Linked DNA regions of Mus musculus: all the other regions are linked to region 1. The links are chromatin contacts, called in public Hi-C and HiChIP or PLAC-seq maps. All regions are on one chromosome and are shown on one strand. The core of a region is the stretch at or near the end of the contact, and the rest is flanking DNA. Distances in the headings are between cores, read along the strand shown.

Evidence for each region. Hi-C and Micro-C count contacts between places; a contact is called where the count stands out from the background. HiChIP or PLAC-seq counts read pairs in DNA pulled down with a chosen protein or histone mark.
Region 2: a contact with region 1 is called in a Hi-C map of muscle stem cells, with 1.9 times the contacts expected there. The contact joins the promoter of Blzf1 here to the enhancer-like site in region 1. A contact is called at or near these places in 15 of 39 promoter capture datasets (the 3T3-L1 cell line, 3T3-L1-derived adipocytes, the C10 cell line and 9 more), 1 of 484 Hi-C or Micro-C datasets (muscle stem cells), 2 of 115 datasets of contacts at active chromatin or transcription factors (large pre-B cells and thymic regulatory T cells) and 1 of 9 other capture datasets (adipose tissue).
Region 3: a contact with region 1 is called in an H3K27ac HiChIP or PLAC-seq map of heart atrium, with 7 times the contacts expected there. The contact joins two enhancer-like sites. A contact is called at or near these places in 1 of 15 datasets of contacts at CTCF or cohesin (the NIH/3T3 cell line), 3 of 484 Hi-C or Micro-C datasets (B cells, CD4 T cells and ventricular fibroblasts), 6 of 115 datasets of contacts at active chromatin or transcription factors (embryonic stem cells, epiblast stem cells, heart atrium and 1 more) and 1 of 9 other capture datasets (embryonic stem cells).
Region 4: a contact with region 1 is called in an H3K4me3 HiChIP or PLAC-seq map of forebrain, with 6 times the contacts expected there. The contact joins the promoter of Atp1b1 here to the enhancer-like site in region 1. A contact is called at or near these places in 11 of 39 promoter capture datasets (the 3T3-L1 cell line, the C10 cell line, cranial neural crest and 7 more), 2 of 484 Hi-C or Micro-C datasets (cerebellum and muscle stem cells), 17 of 115 datasets of contacts at active chromatin or transcription factors (the 230-238 cell line, SST interneurons, craniofacial prominence and 13 more) and 2 of 9 other capture datasets (adipose tissue and liver).
Region 5: an H3K27ac HiChIP or PLAC-seq map of regulatory T cells shows a contact between it and region 1, with 4 times the contacts expected there. The contact joins two enhancer-like sites. A contact is called at or near these places in 1 of 39 promoter capture datasets (embryonic stem cells), 2 of 115 datasets of contacts at active chromatin or transcription factors (pancreatic cancer cells and regulatory T cells) and 1 of 9 other capture datasets (embryonic stem cells).

What each region holds. Positions count from the first base shown.
Region 1 is chr1:164,813,316-164,816,069 of GRCm38.p6, forward strand. All of the region lies in intron 2 of Dpt (dermatopontin), which reads left to right. Among named protein-coding and RNA genes, the nearest start is that of Gm32569, 9.7 kb to the left of the region's middle. Within about 2 kb of position 1,431, at least 89 of the 459 cell types and tissues checked have an H3K27ac peak or open chromatin away from gene starts, as enhancers often do. A contact at or near this core is called in the 230-238 cell line, 3T3-L1-derived adipocytes, adipose tissue and 11 more, where this site is marked.
Region 2 is chr1:164,306,087-164,308,840 of GRCm38.p6, forward strand. Blzf1 (basic leucine zipper nuclear factor 1) reads right to left here and starts at 1,398. Exons shown (of 7, transcript NM_001160209.1): 1 at 1,061-1,398; 2 at 353-430. The coding sequence starts at 392. It overlaps Nme7 (NME/NM23 family member 7), which reads left to right and starts at 1,586. Exons shown (of 14, transcript NM_138314.4): 1 at 1,586-1,668; 2 at 1,974-2,164.
Region 3 is chr1:164,365,214-164,367,967 of GRCm38.p6, forward strand. All of the region lies in intron 9 of Nme7 (NME/NM23 family member 7), which reads left to right. Among named protein-coding and RNA genes, the nearest start is that of Gm39690, 52 kb to the right of the region's middle. Within about 2 kb of position 1,413, at least 27 of the 459 cell types and tissues checked have an H3K27ac peak or open chromatin away from gene starts, as enhancers often do. A contact at or near this core is called in heart atrium, where this site is marked.
Region 4 is chr1:164,456,940-164,459,693 of GRCm38.p6, forward strand. Atp1b1 (ATPase, Na+/K+ transporting, beta 1 polypeptide) reads right to left here and starts at 1,416. Exons shown (of 6, transcript NM_009721.6): 1 at 822-1,416. The coding sequence starts at 918. Gm32391 (predicted gene, 32391) reads left to right here and starts at 1,584. Exons shown (of 4, transcript NR_168343.1): 1 at 1,584-2,754.
Region 5 is chr1:165,074,572-165,077,325 of GRCm38.p6, forward strand. The region is part of intron 1 of 4930568G15Rik (RIKEN cDNA 4930568G15 gene); the gene reads right to left. Among named protein-coding and RNA genes, the nearest start is that of Gm51669, 15 kb to the left of the region's middle. Within about 2 kb of position 1,435, at least 121 of the 459 cell types and tissues checked have an H3K27ac peak or open chromatin away from gene starts, as enhancers often do. A contact at or near this core is called in regulatory T cells, where this site is marked.

The DNA of each region.
Region 1 (2,754 bases), core at 181-2,680:
CCAGTCCTGTGTGTTTGTCTGACACAAGTTTTATATATCCTTGGCTTGTCTAGGACTGCCTTTGTAGATCAGGGATTCTTCAAACTTTCAGCAGACATTTCCTGTCTTTGTATCCTGAGAGTGCTGGGATTGCAGGCATGCTCCAATGCAGCCTCCTTCCCTTCTACATTGAAATTCTCTCTGCAGCATGCATGAGAAGCCTGTCAAGTGAATGTCTGGCACCTCTGTATTTTCGAGCATTTAGAGACTCAGAAATAATATCATTCCGGGATAGAAAAACAAAATCATCACCAACTCCCAGATGCATGTGGGATTTATTTGTTTGGTGGGAGCCAAGGTGCTGTTCTGATTTCAGCGTGATATCTCTCTGGATATCACAACATCACTGAAACCTGGCAAGAAAGTAAATTCCTGCTCGATGCAGGCATGCCATTTCTAATCGGTTCCCACTGGACTAGATGAGTATGTAAATGCAACACATATTTATTTAGCTGGAAGAATCCAAATTTGTAGTCCAATGGTCTGTTAACAGCCAACACATGTCACCAAAAGGGCGGCAAACAAGACTACGGAGACCTTTTGCCTCTTCCACTGTCCTCAAACAGCTCCAGCTCCTCCAGGTCACATCCCAGTCAGTCGGCCTGCTGGATGGAAGCTGCGCATATGCATCCTGGGACCGAGGGGTTTGAATTTAGGAACGTGTTCGCTTCTTTATTGTTTTGCCTAATGATCCTTCTCTGGATCTATGACTGATCAGTAGGTTTGTAGAATGATCTGCTTGGACACAGTCACTTGTTTAAATGACCTTTACATTGCCTTTCACTGTCACTGGCTTTCTGTGACACTCAAACTCAGCATTCTCCATCATTTCCCCCCTGACTTCCCCATCATGTCCAGTTTATAAGGCAGAGAGTAGCTTCGCTTAATTCCTGGACATTCCTAGTTCTCAACAACAAAAGTCAGTTAAAGAGAGCATTTGTCTCTTCTCTTCCACTGTGAATAATCCAGTCAAAGAAAATCTTTGTGAAATCGGGCACCTTTGTTCTGATTTTAACACTAGATGAGGTTTCTTGGCAAGACCATTCCTGTGATGCTGTGTCCAAGTCAGGAATGAGCTCATAGGCCTTCCGTCAGGGAGTCTGTCAGCCTGCCCTGGCTGGCTGGTCTCCTGTAGCATGTTTCCCAGAGGCCTGATAAAAAGAGGAACTGTACACACTGATGGCTCTGAGCTAGCATAGGAGCTATTATTGCAGAGATGGAAGCTCCTATATCTTGATAAAATGAATCTGGATGTTAGTGTTTAAGAGGGCACACTGCATGTGGGTACTCCTGTTTTTCACAAGCAGCCACCACCCTGCCCTGTGTACACTCATTCTGGAGAACCACAGCTCCCCTGAGCCTGCGCAGAATCAATTGTCCCTTTCCTCAGCTGGAGCAGCTGTCACAGTTACTGTCCCCTATTTATAATGTTGGCATCTATTTGCGCATATAGGAGATACTCCGTTTTGTGTTCAGACTTCAAACGCAGACACTTCAAAGATGTGTCTGATTGTCAGAGTATCAGCTCACCCAACCTGAGCCACTTAGAACAAAGCAAACCTGTCAATCACAGCCAAGTCCACTTCAATCCACAGGACTCTAGAAGACATCCTTCATTTCTTTATCCAATTAGTTACTAAATGTGAAAGGATAGAAAATATGTATATTTCACAGATTTAGGAGAAGTTCTGAACCATGGCTATTATATTGATTTATTTAGTGATATCATCCTTGTGCTCGTGGAGACCATGAGATATGGAAGCTGTGATGCTCTTCAAAAGAGTGAGCTTGATTCAGAAAGGTCCAGCCACTTCTAGATCCCATGTTATGTGTATAGTGTACAGCCACTTACCTTTATCACAGGAAGAAAATAAGAATACAGATCAAGTGTTAGGCAGCAACACAGCAGACATCTAATGGCAAAGTGAAGGAGGGGGGGGTGTTTGCTTTATTTGGAGGGAAGGAGAAGTTGGAGGTGAAACTGTCCTTGTTGATGTACAGCTCAGGGTAGCCAGGCTTATGACTGTCAACAGTAATCAAAACAAATGTGACCACTGCCGACCAGCCCTGGGCTTGAAGCAAGAGCTCGAGGCTCCCTTCCAAAACAGCAATTTGAAAAAAGTTCAGGGACTTTCCTCTTCTAATTTAAGTCACAGACATCCTGAGAACTGTGCTTCCGCTGTGTGGTGATACATATCTGAACCGTTTGAAATAGAAACCCCCAAATGCCACAGAGGATAGACACTAACATTTTATGTTCCCTCTCACAGCCCAGGTTCCCAGAATTCAGTCTGTCGACACAGACAAGGGCACTAATGTGACTGTAGAGGACATGGCATGTGGTCCTATTTGGCCAATGCCCAGCTCTCTGGGAGGGACCAAGACACCTGCTTCTTTGCCCCTGTCTATTTATATTTATTTTTTAATGTAAGTCCATTTGGGTTTTGTTGTAGTAAACATTTAACCTCAATTGAGGGTTTCTACCCCGTCTTTGATCATTCAGTTCTCAGATAAAGGACACACAACCTTTATATTTATATCCCCAATGAAGGATCTAGAGAAAAGACCCAAGGAGCTAAGGGGTTTGCAGCCCCATAGGAGGAGCAACAATATGAACTAACCAGTAACCCCAGAGCTCCCTGGGACTAAACCACCAACCAAAGAGTATACATGGAGGGACTCATGGCTCCAGCTGCTTATGCAGCAGAGGATGGC
Region 2 (2,754 bases), core at 148-2,647, 510 kb before region 1:
TCACATTGCTCTCCCGAGACAGTTAAAGGATGCAGACAAGTGACATCAAATATAGGTATAGTTTTCATTGATCCATGTAGCACAAACATCTGTTTTCACTAACAATAGTTACAGTGTAGTAAAAATAAAACGAACAGTTGTATTACCTGCCTTACTAGATAATCAAGGGGGAGCTCTCTGAGTTCAAGGCCAATGAGTTCTAGGGCAGCCAAGGCAACCCAGAGAAACCCTGTCTCAAATAACGCCCTCCTACTCCAAAATAAACCCAAAACACAACCCTCCCCCCCAAACCAAAAAAGCAACCAATCAAACAAAAAACCAAATCAATTATTATCAAAACAAAAACACTTACCTTTGTTTTCCGAACTTTTAAGGGTAGTCATTTTTTCCATAACTAATGAGAATACAATCCAAGACTTTCACCGAAGACCTAGAGATGTATACATACGAAAGAATTAAAGCAATAACAATATATTCAGAGAATGCATCTACTTTAAAAGTTATTTTTTAATTGTTTCTGTCTTTAGTACCCACGTTCTTCATTATTTCCTTTTGACGGGCTGTAATGTATACCTGTTAAATAATGAAAACCCAGGCATAGGTTTAAGTGGTCTCTGGAGTCTAGACTGTAGAATAGGTGACCACACGTCCTAAAAGCTGACTGTTCCTAGATGTATACGATTCAGTACCCGGTCTAACTTCCTGAACATCACAAATCCTTGCCCTGGGAATGCATCCTGAAACTCTATCCAATGGCAAACAGAGACTTTAAAGTCAGAAACTTCGCTGGGACCATGCGATGCCGATGAGCAAGTGTCCTTGTCTAAGAAACACCGGGTGAAGGTGTGGGGAGGCATGGGTGCCGAGTTTAAAAGGAGAGGAGGTGGAAAAATTAAGCCTGTCAGCCTCATTCCCCAGGAGTATGAGCCCAAGTTTGTCCCTGTCAGGAGGAGCCTCTTCCCAGAACAACCTTTAAATCCCAAACCAATGGCTGCCGAACTCCAGCCCAGACCATCCTCTTCCCACCGCGTCCGGCACACGGGCCGGCTCCAGGACTTACCTGTGATATCCTTACTTCAATGTCCACCGCTCAGGCTCTTCACTCGCTCAGCAGCCGGCTGACTTGTAAACTCCCCTGGCACTCGGAAGCCAACCCGCCCAAGCCTCCCTGACACGCAGCGCCTCGCTCACTCTAATCACTTCCTATTACACAGGGTTTCATTTCCGGAATGCTCTTCTGAAGGACAAGGACCAACTGACACTTCGTGCTGTGTGTAAAATGAAGAGAGACAGGGTCTACTATGTATCGGCTCGGAAAGCGAAAACTGGAAGATATCTACTTAAAAAAAAAGTACCAATAGATAATGCAAGCGGTATGGACGCTTAAACTTCCGGGTCACTACCAGCCAGACGGAAGTGAACGCGTTGGAACGGAGAAGGTGGCGTCGCGTTGCCCCAGGCGATGAGGCAAAGGGTGGATCTTTGAGTGAATGGGCGGGGCCTAATTACTCCCAGCCAATGGAGACGAAGCAGCTTCGAGGCGGCGTCTTCGAAGCAGTGGCTGGAGGAAGGCGGGGCTTGCGTTGCCAGAGTAACCGGATCATTGGTGGTGGTGTAGTCTTCCTGTGTACAGGAATCTATTTCCTGTGCTGAGATCTACAAACTATGGTAAGTGTTATAGGGAGGCCCTATGAAAGGCTCCGAGACCCTGGTTACGGAACATCCAAGTCTTTGGGCGATTGGGCACCCCGCCTTTCATCACCTCTTACCTCGCTAGGAGCAGTTCCTTCTGCCTCTGCGCACCCCTTTTCTTGCAGCACCCTAATTTCCATTTTAGCGCCACTAAGACCTCAAGCTAGAGCAATGTAACAGAAAGTAAATGGGGGTGATATGGAATCTAAGAAAACCCGATGAGAATTATTTCGAATAAACCGTTTATAAGCTTGCATTGTTTATCTTTTTCGTTTTTCAAGCTTGCAGACCCTTATCGACGTGGTGCTGTCTCAACACTAACTTGGATCTGAATCTCCCTGAGTGCTGGAGTCAGTTCTCCCAAGCGGTGGAGTTCTACCTTGCATCTCCTACCAGGACCGCTTAGTAATAGCTGTCTGCTGGCTCAGCGTCTAGTTCATTTCATACTTTCCAGATCACTGTGTTTTAGCAGGTATGTTTTTCAGGATTACTTGGAGAGTTCTAGCATTCACCAACACCACCATAAATTATGACTGAATAGGAATGGGGCTTGATACTTTGCGTTTTAATAAGCCTTTAGATGGTTTTAATGTACCCATTGCTCTAGTGCACAGAGTTCTAGTTAACTCATCTTTAGTCATCTCTGCACTTGTGCGTGGTGGACGGGACAGAGCAAAATGTTGCCTTCAGGTGGGTGTAGCTGTGACTTAGCAAGAGGCATCTGCACAATGAGGCTTTCTCATTGACTGACGTTCAGCAGTCCTTTTTGTTAACCAATCTGGTCCTTTGGTACCAAAGAGACCTTTTCAAACCTTTACTTCACAGACCCAATCTCTTTCCTCCCTCTTTTCTCCTTTCTAGGCACTTGACAGAATCTAAGAGGCAATGTATTCAGTATTGGATTCCAAATAATCAATGATTTTACCTATTCTGTAGCCTCGTATTTCTACTTTAACGAAGGAAGTGTGGAAGTGACCGTTCATCTGTTTTGCTCTTGATTTCTCTTGCTCCCATCTATTGTAACCATTTGTGGCATGAAGTTAGTTAGCATTTGATCTGGTG
Region 3 (2,754 bases), core at 163-2,662, 450 kb before region 1:
CTTGGTTTGTTTGTTTTAATTGATTTGTGTGTGTGTGTGTGTGTGTGTGAATCTTATCTCTCTGCCCCTTCTTATTCACTCTTCACCCTTGCAAGCCCCACCCCTAAAAGATAATAGAAACAAAACAACAATGACGACAAAATTAAAGTGTAGAAAACATCTCATCATCAAAGCTGTAGCATGTCCCACAGTATTTCCCTCTGTCCACACATCTTCACTTGGAAATGTTCGCTGCAATGAGTCATTGGTCTGGTCCGAGGCCTCTGGCTTCTGCCACACCATTGGTACTGGATCCGGGACTCGTCCCAGTTATCCTGTTGTTGCCCTCCTATGTCATGGCAAGTCTTCTGCTTTGGAATTGCAGGACTGGCCCTCTCGTGCTCTCCAACAGTTCACAGATGGTGTAGAATTTAGGGTGGGCCAACTCAGACCCCTGGATCTGGGCCTAGAAGTATATTAGAGAGCTGAGCAAGCTCTCCAGCACTGCCCCAGCTAGCCCACCCAATGCTGCCGCCAGCAGGGTTAAGGTCAGCTCTCCTGCTCTCCTGCTCTTTGTGAGGGACCACAAAAGAGCAGGAGAGCAGGATAAAAGTTTCACTCTGCCCAGTCAAGGTACCAGAACCACTCTCTCAGTTGATGCACTTGTGGCCCCTAGTGAATTGTTTCTTGATTGTCTTAGGGTTTTATTGCTGTGAAGAGACACCATGACCATGGCAACTCTTACAAATGAAAACTTTTCATTGGAGCTGGCTTGCGGTACAGAGGTTTAGTCTTTTATCATCATGGCGGGGAAACATGGTGGCACAGATATAGACATGGTGACAGAGAGGTAGTCAAGAGTTCTACATCTAGATCTGCAGTGCAGCAGGAAGAGACAGTGAGCCACTAGGCTGGCTTCAGCTTTTGAAACCTCAAAGCCCACCTCCCAGTGATACACTTCCTCCAACAAGGTCACACCTCCAATAATGCCCCTCCCTATGAGTCTGTGGGGGCCATTTTCCTTGAAACTACCACATTGATATTCAGAGGTTTGTGTAGTTCCTCCCATATTGACTTTTGGACTTGACTGTGACTTTCTTTAGCACTTACCTTCCTAAGGCACGCTGCAGTCACAGGCTTGCTGAGCACACGTGCATTGGACTTTGTCTTTGAGTGCTCTAGTTAGAAACCAGTGGTGTGACTAAGAAGCTCTGATGAACACTACCTGGAGTCTTGCCCTCAAGACAAGCTATAGCTTTCAGAAGTGTCAATCTAATTCTACGATTTGCTGACAAGCCCCAGAAATGCAGATCTCAAGCTGCTCATCCAAACAATGCCATGTATAACGAAAGTCTCGCCTCTAGCACCGGGAGCTGACTTCATTCACTGAGAATGACTCTGAGCCTGAGGTCTGTGGCTAGACCAGTCTCTGGAGCCAAGTGCCTATTGTAGGCTTCACTGATGGAGAGGTGAAGAACTCGGGGAACCTCCGGGTGTGAGTGGGGGTGTGTGTGTGCTTGTTATCTGCATCACAGTCCTCCACGATGATTAATGCCCAGGAGTTTGTGCAGCCCTCAGTCCTGTGGCTGCATTCCTCACATTATGATACTTGGGAGCAACCCCCTGCCTCACAGTCACCTCAGGGGCTACAAATTGGTAGACTCAGAAGGGTGGGGCAGTCAGTCCAACCCTGGGACTGAAAAGCTAACTGTGACCAGCAGAGGCCGCTGCTAAGCAACTAGCAAAGTGAAGGCCTTTGGGGATGTCAGACAGTCACCAGCACAGTTCAGCACAGAGCAGCAGAAAGCACAGGAAGACACTGTGCACTCCTTTCTGGTCTTTCCGTTGTACTTTTAGGAACATTTTACTTAATTTTACTATTTTAATATTTACTATATTTTATACCGTCTTCTATCCATCTTTTTTAGTCATCTCCATAATCTCCATGCCCTTGTCTAATTTTGTTTTTTCTTTATTGAGCAATCTTCTATCAGCCTTTTTTTTTTTTTTTTGTCTCCTTATCTACCTTTAGTAGTTTTTTGACTGTATCTTTCCGATTTTGTTATTGTTTTTGTTTTTTTGAGTCAGGGTTTCTCTGTGTAGTCCTGGCTGTTCTGGAACTCACTCTGTAGACCAGGCTAGCTTCGAACTCAGAAATCTGCCTGCCTCTGCCTCACAAGTGCTGGGATTAAAGGCGTGTGCCACCACTGCCCGGCTCTTTCCAATTTTTAAAAAGGCTTGTATATGTTTTTGGTTTATTCCCTTCTTATACTTATCTGTTAGTTATGCATTTTCCCATGAAATCTTTTTGTTTTCCTCTGCTCCAGTCTCTTGCCTTTTGCTCTTGCCTTCTTTACATTCTTCTCCATTCCTTTTCTTTAGCTTGTCTTTTCTTCTTGTTCTTTCCCGTCTTCATTTACCTTATGTATCAATAAAAAATAACAATGAGTAGGTGGTAAAGCATACAGGAGTGAGCCTTCCACAGCCAAGCAGTCACCTCCGAAGGGGGGAGGCTAACTGTTGGAGACCTGTAACAAGAGCTCCGGCTTGGGATGTCGCTGGTAGTTAGCTCCAAAACTATTTATTAAACTTCACATGGATGCCATACCCTGTACCATAGGTTTATTTTTATTAACAACTCATATATGGAAATTAAGTAAAGCATAAAATGTATGGTGCACACACACACAAGTATGCTTGTGAATGGGTTGAACATTTTAGAAGAACATGGGAGAAATGAACACAGCAATGAATGCCTTTATTAAGAACTGAAAT
Region 4 (2,754 bases), core at 166-2,665, 360 kb before region 1:
GGCAGTGATGCAGCAGAGGGGAGTTCCCTCCCTCCCTTCCGCAGTCACGACTCATGGATTTGTCTACAACTATGCCCTTCAAAATGACCTTAAAAAAAAAAACCTAGTACCTTTCCAGTGTAAGGAGGTAAAAAACAAACACGGTATGTAATTTTCAATGGGGTATGAGGGGGAGTCCAGCCAAGGAAGCAACAGGCTGCATGAAATGCTCTAATATAACCTGTTTCTTCGTTTGTATCATGAAGAGCTTAAAAACACCATGTCTAGCCAAGGCTTAAAAAACGAGCCATGAATGGAGCTCACTGGGCCATTTCTGGGCTGTGATGACTGCAATGTGTGAGGACTGCAGTGTGGATGCATTTCTTCTCCCCGTTCCTATCCATTCTAGATACATTTCTAGACTGGAAGAATGATGCTATCTATCGCAGCATCGTCTGCATTAGAACAGGTACGCTCGTGAGTTCTGCTCACGGCCCCAAATCTCGTTTTTCTAAGGTCTTGGGAGATGGAAAGGGAGGGTACATACATAGGCTCCTGGAACCTGACCGAATTTCCCAGGAGGAAAGGCTTAGGAAACGAAGATCCCTACCATACCCAAAACCCTAGCTCCAGCTCCCCACCCGAGGCGCATCCTGGGGACCCCCCACATTTGTCACTGGATGCCAAGCCCAGGGCCGCACGCTCCTAGCAGCTCCTACCACCCACTCCCTAACACCCTGGTCAGCCCCGCGGGCGCCGAACTGTCCGCAGTGCTCGCGTACAGACGCGCCTCCTAAGAAAAGCCAAGGCGCCGACGGCAGAGCCGCGGAGCGCGTACTTACACCAACTACCACCGGTCCTGCCCAAAAACTCCTTCTTCTCCGAGTTCCAGATGAATTTCTTCCAGCTGCCTTCCTCCTTGGCTTTTCCGCGGGCCATGGTGTCTGCTCAGCAGTGGCGGCCGAGGCCGAGGGAGGGCGAGTGCGGCGCGCGCCCTGGGCGTCCTCGCGGCGGCTGCTCGGTGTCCCCGCGGCCCGGCTCTGTCTCCGAAAGCGAGACGCGCCGCTGCCGCTGCGGCTCTCCGAGTGCGAGGCGCGCCGCGGAGCAGCCTAGGCAGAGCGGGAGGAGGGGGAGGTGCGGCGGGGGCGGAGGGAGGAGGGACGAGGGAGGAGGGCGCGCGCGGGCTGGGCGGCTCCGAGCCCCGCACCTAGAGGTGGGCGCGCGGCCGCTCTCGGGCTTTCCCCGCACTCCGATCGCCTTCCGGGGGGCTCAGCGAACCCCGCAGCTGCTGCTTCAAGCTGTAGCTGCACCACTCTGCTTGCTGTGACCTCTGGCGAGATGGACCAGGGACAAGGAGGGAAAGTCACCGGGAAGGGCGAGCGGAGTGGAGCGCGGGCTCGGCACACGGGCGCGCAGGCCAGGAGCCGAGAAATTGGCTGAGGGCGCACGCCCTACCTTTACTATATACCGCGCCTCCACCATCCGTAGCTCCGCCTACCGGCGGCACGGCAAGCCAATCGCCAGCGCCGAGAAGGCGGGGCCTGAGCCCCCGAAGGGGCGGGCGCGGGGCCCCGCACAAAGGAGCCGGCAAAGCTAAAGGGGCTGGCACCGCAGCAGGGGTGCGGAGAGGGACTGGGGGCGGGTGAGTACTGCTCCCGCAGCTCTGCTGGCCCTCTCTCTGCCCCGAGCTGTGCCTGGACAATCCTCCTCGTCCTCCCGGCCCCCGCTCGCCAATGCTGTGGCCTGCACCTGCATCGCTCTCTGGGAACCTCGGAGACCTCAACTCCTTCGTACTGGTCTTACCCCTTCGTACTGGTCGGGGTTTACTGCAGGTCCACCTCCCCTAGGCCATGGCCAGGTGGGGGAAGGTCACTCCAGGACGCTAGTGACTCTGCCCAGCTCTGCTCCGCCTCTCTGCTTATGCACCTGCCGCCCCCTCGCACTCTCTGCCACTGCGGTTGCAGTTCCGGCCCGTCCCTCTTCTGCAGGCCAGCCCAGCGGGCAGCCTCGGTTCCTGACTCCTGGTCTGTGCTTGTGGGCGGCCTGAACCACCTCAATCCGGACAATTGCCAAACCCACCCTGGGCTGTAGCTGGGAACCGGTTGTGGCTCCTGCCAGTCTAGACCCCGGGGAACAATTTATGCACGTGACCCAGCCACCTAAGACTCTCCTGGCCCAGGTCTGTGGCTGGTATTCCCATTGGCTTACTGTTCTGTCTCACTGGGGGCACCCCTACCCTATACTGTAGAATTCTTGGAATGACAGAGCACTTGGGAAGACCCAGCTCACATGTCAAGATGTCGCAGAGCACTGTGTTGGACATGACCATTCTTTCCATCCTTGTTGGCTGAAAATCCGCCCTTATTTTCATCCACCGAGCCCCTGAACAGCTTTCCACACAGCTCTTATGGTGATGACACAGCAGAAAACATGGCGAGGCTTCTGCAGTGGCTGCAGAAAAGCCTGTCCCTGGAGCGACCTGGCCGGTCGCGCAAAGAGCTAGCTTCTTATCAAAGACCTTCCCAACACAGAGATGGGTTCCCAAGACACCCTGCCATTTTCAAGGTCAATCTTGCAGGCCCAAGGACAAAACCGAAGGGATGCAAAAATGAGCTTTTTCTCATTAATCCCACTTGCAAGACTGAAGAAAACCTTAAAATACCCAAAATTCAGGGGAGACATAGCAACTGAGTCTCATGGAGTCCACAGGGGCTGCCGACCCACTGTGTCAAGGACAACTGTGAGAGCAGCTTGTTGAGAAAGAAGTCACTCTGC
Region 5 (2,754 bases), core at 185-2,684, 260 kb after region 1:
TACCATCCAAGCAGAGCATGTAGGTATCCCAGTCTCACTGTGCTCAGCCGGTGGTAGATGCTTGCCACCCATCCAACAGGGAAAAGTCAGTGGACATACAAGAAATAAGGGCTTTTTTCAGACCACAGCCACGGAGGGAGGATTGTTTTTTTTACTCACTGCTAGTAGTGTGGTGTGGGTGTGTGTCTGTTTGTGTGCATGCATGTATGTATGAATGTATATGTGTATGTACATACGTTTTTACATGCATGTGTGGGGCTGGAGTACATATGCAGAGACAAGAGTGGGACACAAAAGTGAGGCACCAACTGATGTTCAATATAAAGTTTCTAAATCAAAGTCAGAAGTAACCTAAGTATTACAAAACAGTGGAAAGCGTCCTCTCTCAATGTGCCTGCTACCCAAGTCCTTTCCTTAAACCTGTATCCAAAGGGCCATTTAGAATATTTTTCCTTGGGGAGTCTTTAAATAATTTGCCTCTGAAAAACTTTTATTAAAATTTAAATGCCTTAGGAAGGGGAATACTTAAGCAAGCATCTGTCACTATATTTGAAGAGGATTAGGATAGATAACTAAGAAGGGTCTGGAAAATCAGACTCTAGCTCAAGGGTAGAGAAAAAGACAGGACAGGGGGAGTAGAAACCCTGAAGGGGAGAAGCGCACACATGGAAGATGAGCTCTAAACACCATTTCCCTGGTTTTGTGTAGAGTCTTCGGGGGCAACTGCCTCTGGAGAAACACATTGCAGATCACTGAGACAAATTGAATTGGTTCAGGCTACAGTAGCAGAGAAGCCAAGGAACTGCCTGGCTGGAGGGCTTTCTGATGAAAAAAAAAGCAAACAGTGGCCTGGCTGGAGAGATGGCTCAGTCTTATAAAGGCTAGGCTCATGACCAAAACACCAAGAACAAACTGTGGCTTCTTAGGAGCTCTGTGACCTCAAACTGTTTGCAGCCTGGCCACTGCTAGACACCATCACGGGTGCATCAAGCCGTAGATGGGTGGAGAAATGGGACCTGCAATATCTGTAAGGGGACCAGGTCCAGGTGGGCAGCCTCCAGTGTGAAGGGAACTTGGGGAGGAGATGCAGAGAAAGCAATGATGGGTGGAGAGCAAGAGCAGAAGAGTGGGGAGGGAAGGTTAAGCATCTGGAAAATTACTGCAGTCTCAGGGCTTTAGCTGCCTCAAAGCCCAATGAGTCATCAGCTGGTTGCCTAGGCAACAGCTATTTTCCTTCTGCTGCTGATCAATTTCATCTGCACAAATGTCCCATGAAGCCGTGAGCTGTGAAGATAATAGACCCGAGTCACAGAAATCCCTGCCAAACGAGGTCTGCATTTTAAATGTTCTGAGCCAGACTTTATGCATATCCAGCTGTCTCCATCTCTGCAGTCTCCATCCTAACCACAGAGAGGCAGCCAAGGAGGGGCAGGAACAGGCAGAGGAGGGGACTGTCACCTGTTATCCTAGTGACAAGCCCAGGGACTGCAGCTACCAGACCTCACCACCTCCAGTTTGCCAGGGTAGATATATAGCCATCTTTGTTACATTTCTCTGAGCAGAAATGGATGTCTGGATGTGAAGCAGCCCCAGAGGTCGGTCCAGTGCCCTTCAGCCTGTGCTCTCAGATTCAGAGCAGAAGATGGTGCTCAATGGTCCACGCATCATTCCTGTGCCTGTTTTATCTCCTCCCCCACCTCACCCTTGGCATTTGTGACTGCATCAAATATGTGAATGTAATTATTTGTGTGTTTTCCCCACGAAAGCAAATGAGGACCGTCATTTTTCCTATACATCAGGTATCCTTATCTTCTGGCCTACCTCATCAGCCTGCACATATTAAATAATCAGAAGTTTGTTGAGCAACAAGTGGACAGATGACTGCATTTTGTTTTGTTTTGTTTTGTTTTTAAACCTCCCTCTGAATGAGGTAAATCCATTTCTAAGGTCACTTCTACACTACAGATATGGCAGTAGCTATATAATACGACAAAGTCAGAAATTGCCATAACTTTTGTGTTTTCTATCATTCAGTCTTGTAACCTGCCCCCTCCCAAAAGAACAGATCTGAGTTTCATATATACATGGTCAGCTGGTAGCACAAAAATGAAAGAAGCGCCACGTCCTTCGTATGCCGTTATCAGTCAGGACACGCACATTCCATACATGTTCTCATCACATCAATGATTTTATAATTCCCATTTTACAGATGAAGAAAATGAGACTAAGAACAGTTATATAGCATATGGATGGTAGCCTCAGCTGCCATTCTGGACCAGAACTCTTCTCCACTTCCTGATATCTCATGTGCCACTGTATCCCTGTAGGTGGCATTTCCAAAAGCACATTGCTCCTCCTTCAAACAGCCTGGATGACATGTCAGCCTGAAGCGGTTTTTATGTGCCCTGTATTTTCCAAGCACCTCCATCTAAAGCCAAGGTATTGACGTACTCATGTGAGCCTCCCTACAGTCCTGTTTGCCGGCTGGGCAGATATCATCTGCCACATATTTTAGATGTCGAAAACAGAAAACAAAAAGCCCAATGACTTGCTTGAAATCATTTTGCTGAATGCACCTAGGACTCGAACACTGGTGCTCAAGTGCTTTGAGACCTACTAGCCCAAGAGCTCTCTGGATAAACAAAGTCCTTGAGGGTCACAGTGTGATGACCACACGCCACTTGCTCTTCAGAGCTGTCCCTAGGAAGCTTCAGAGGAACAAAGCACTGGTGCATTTTGTCAGCTAACTGCAGG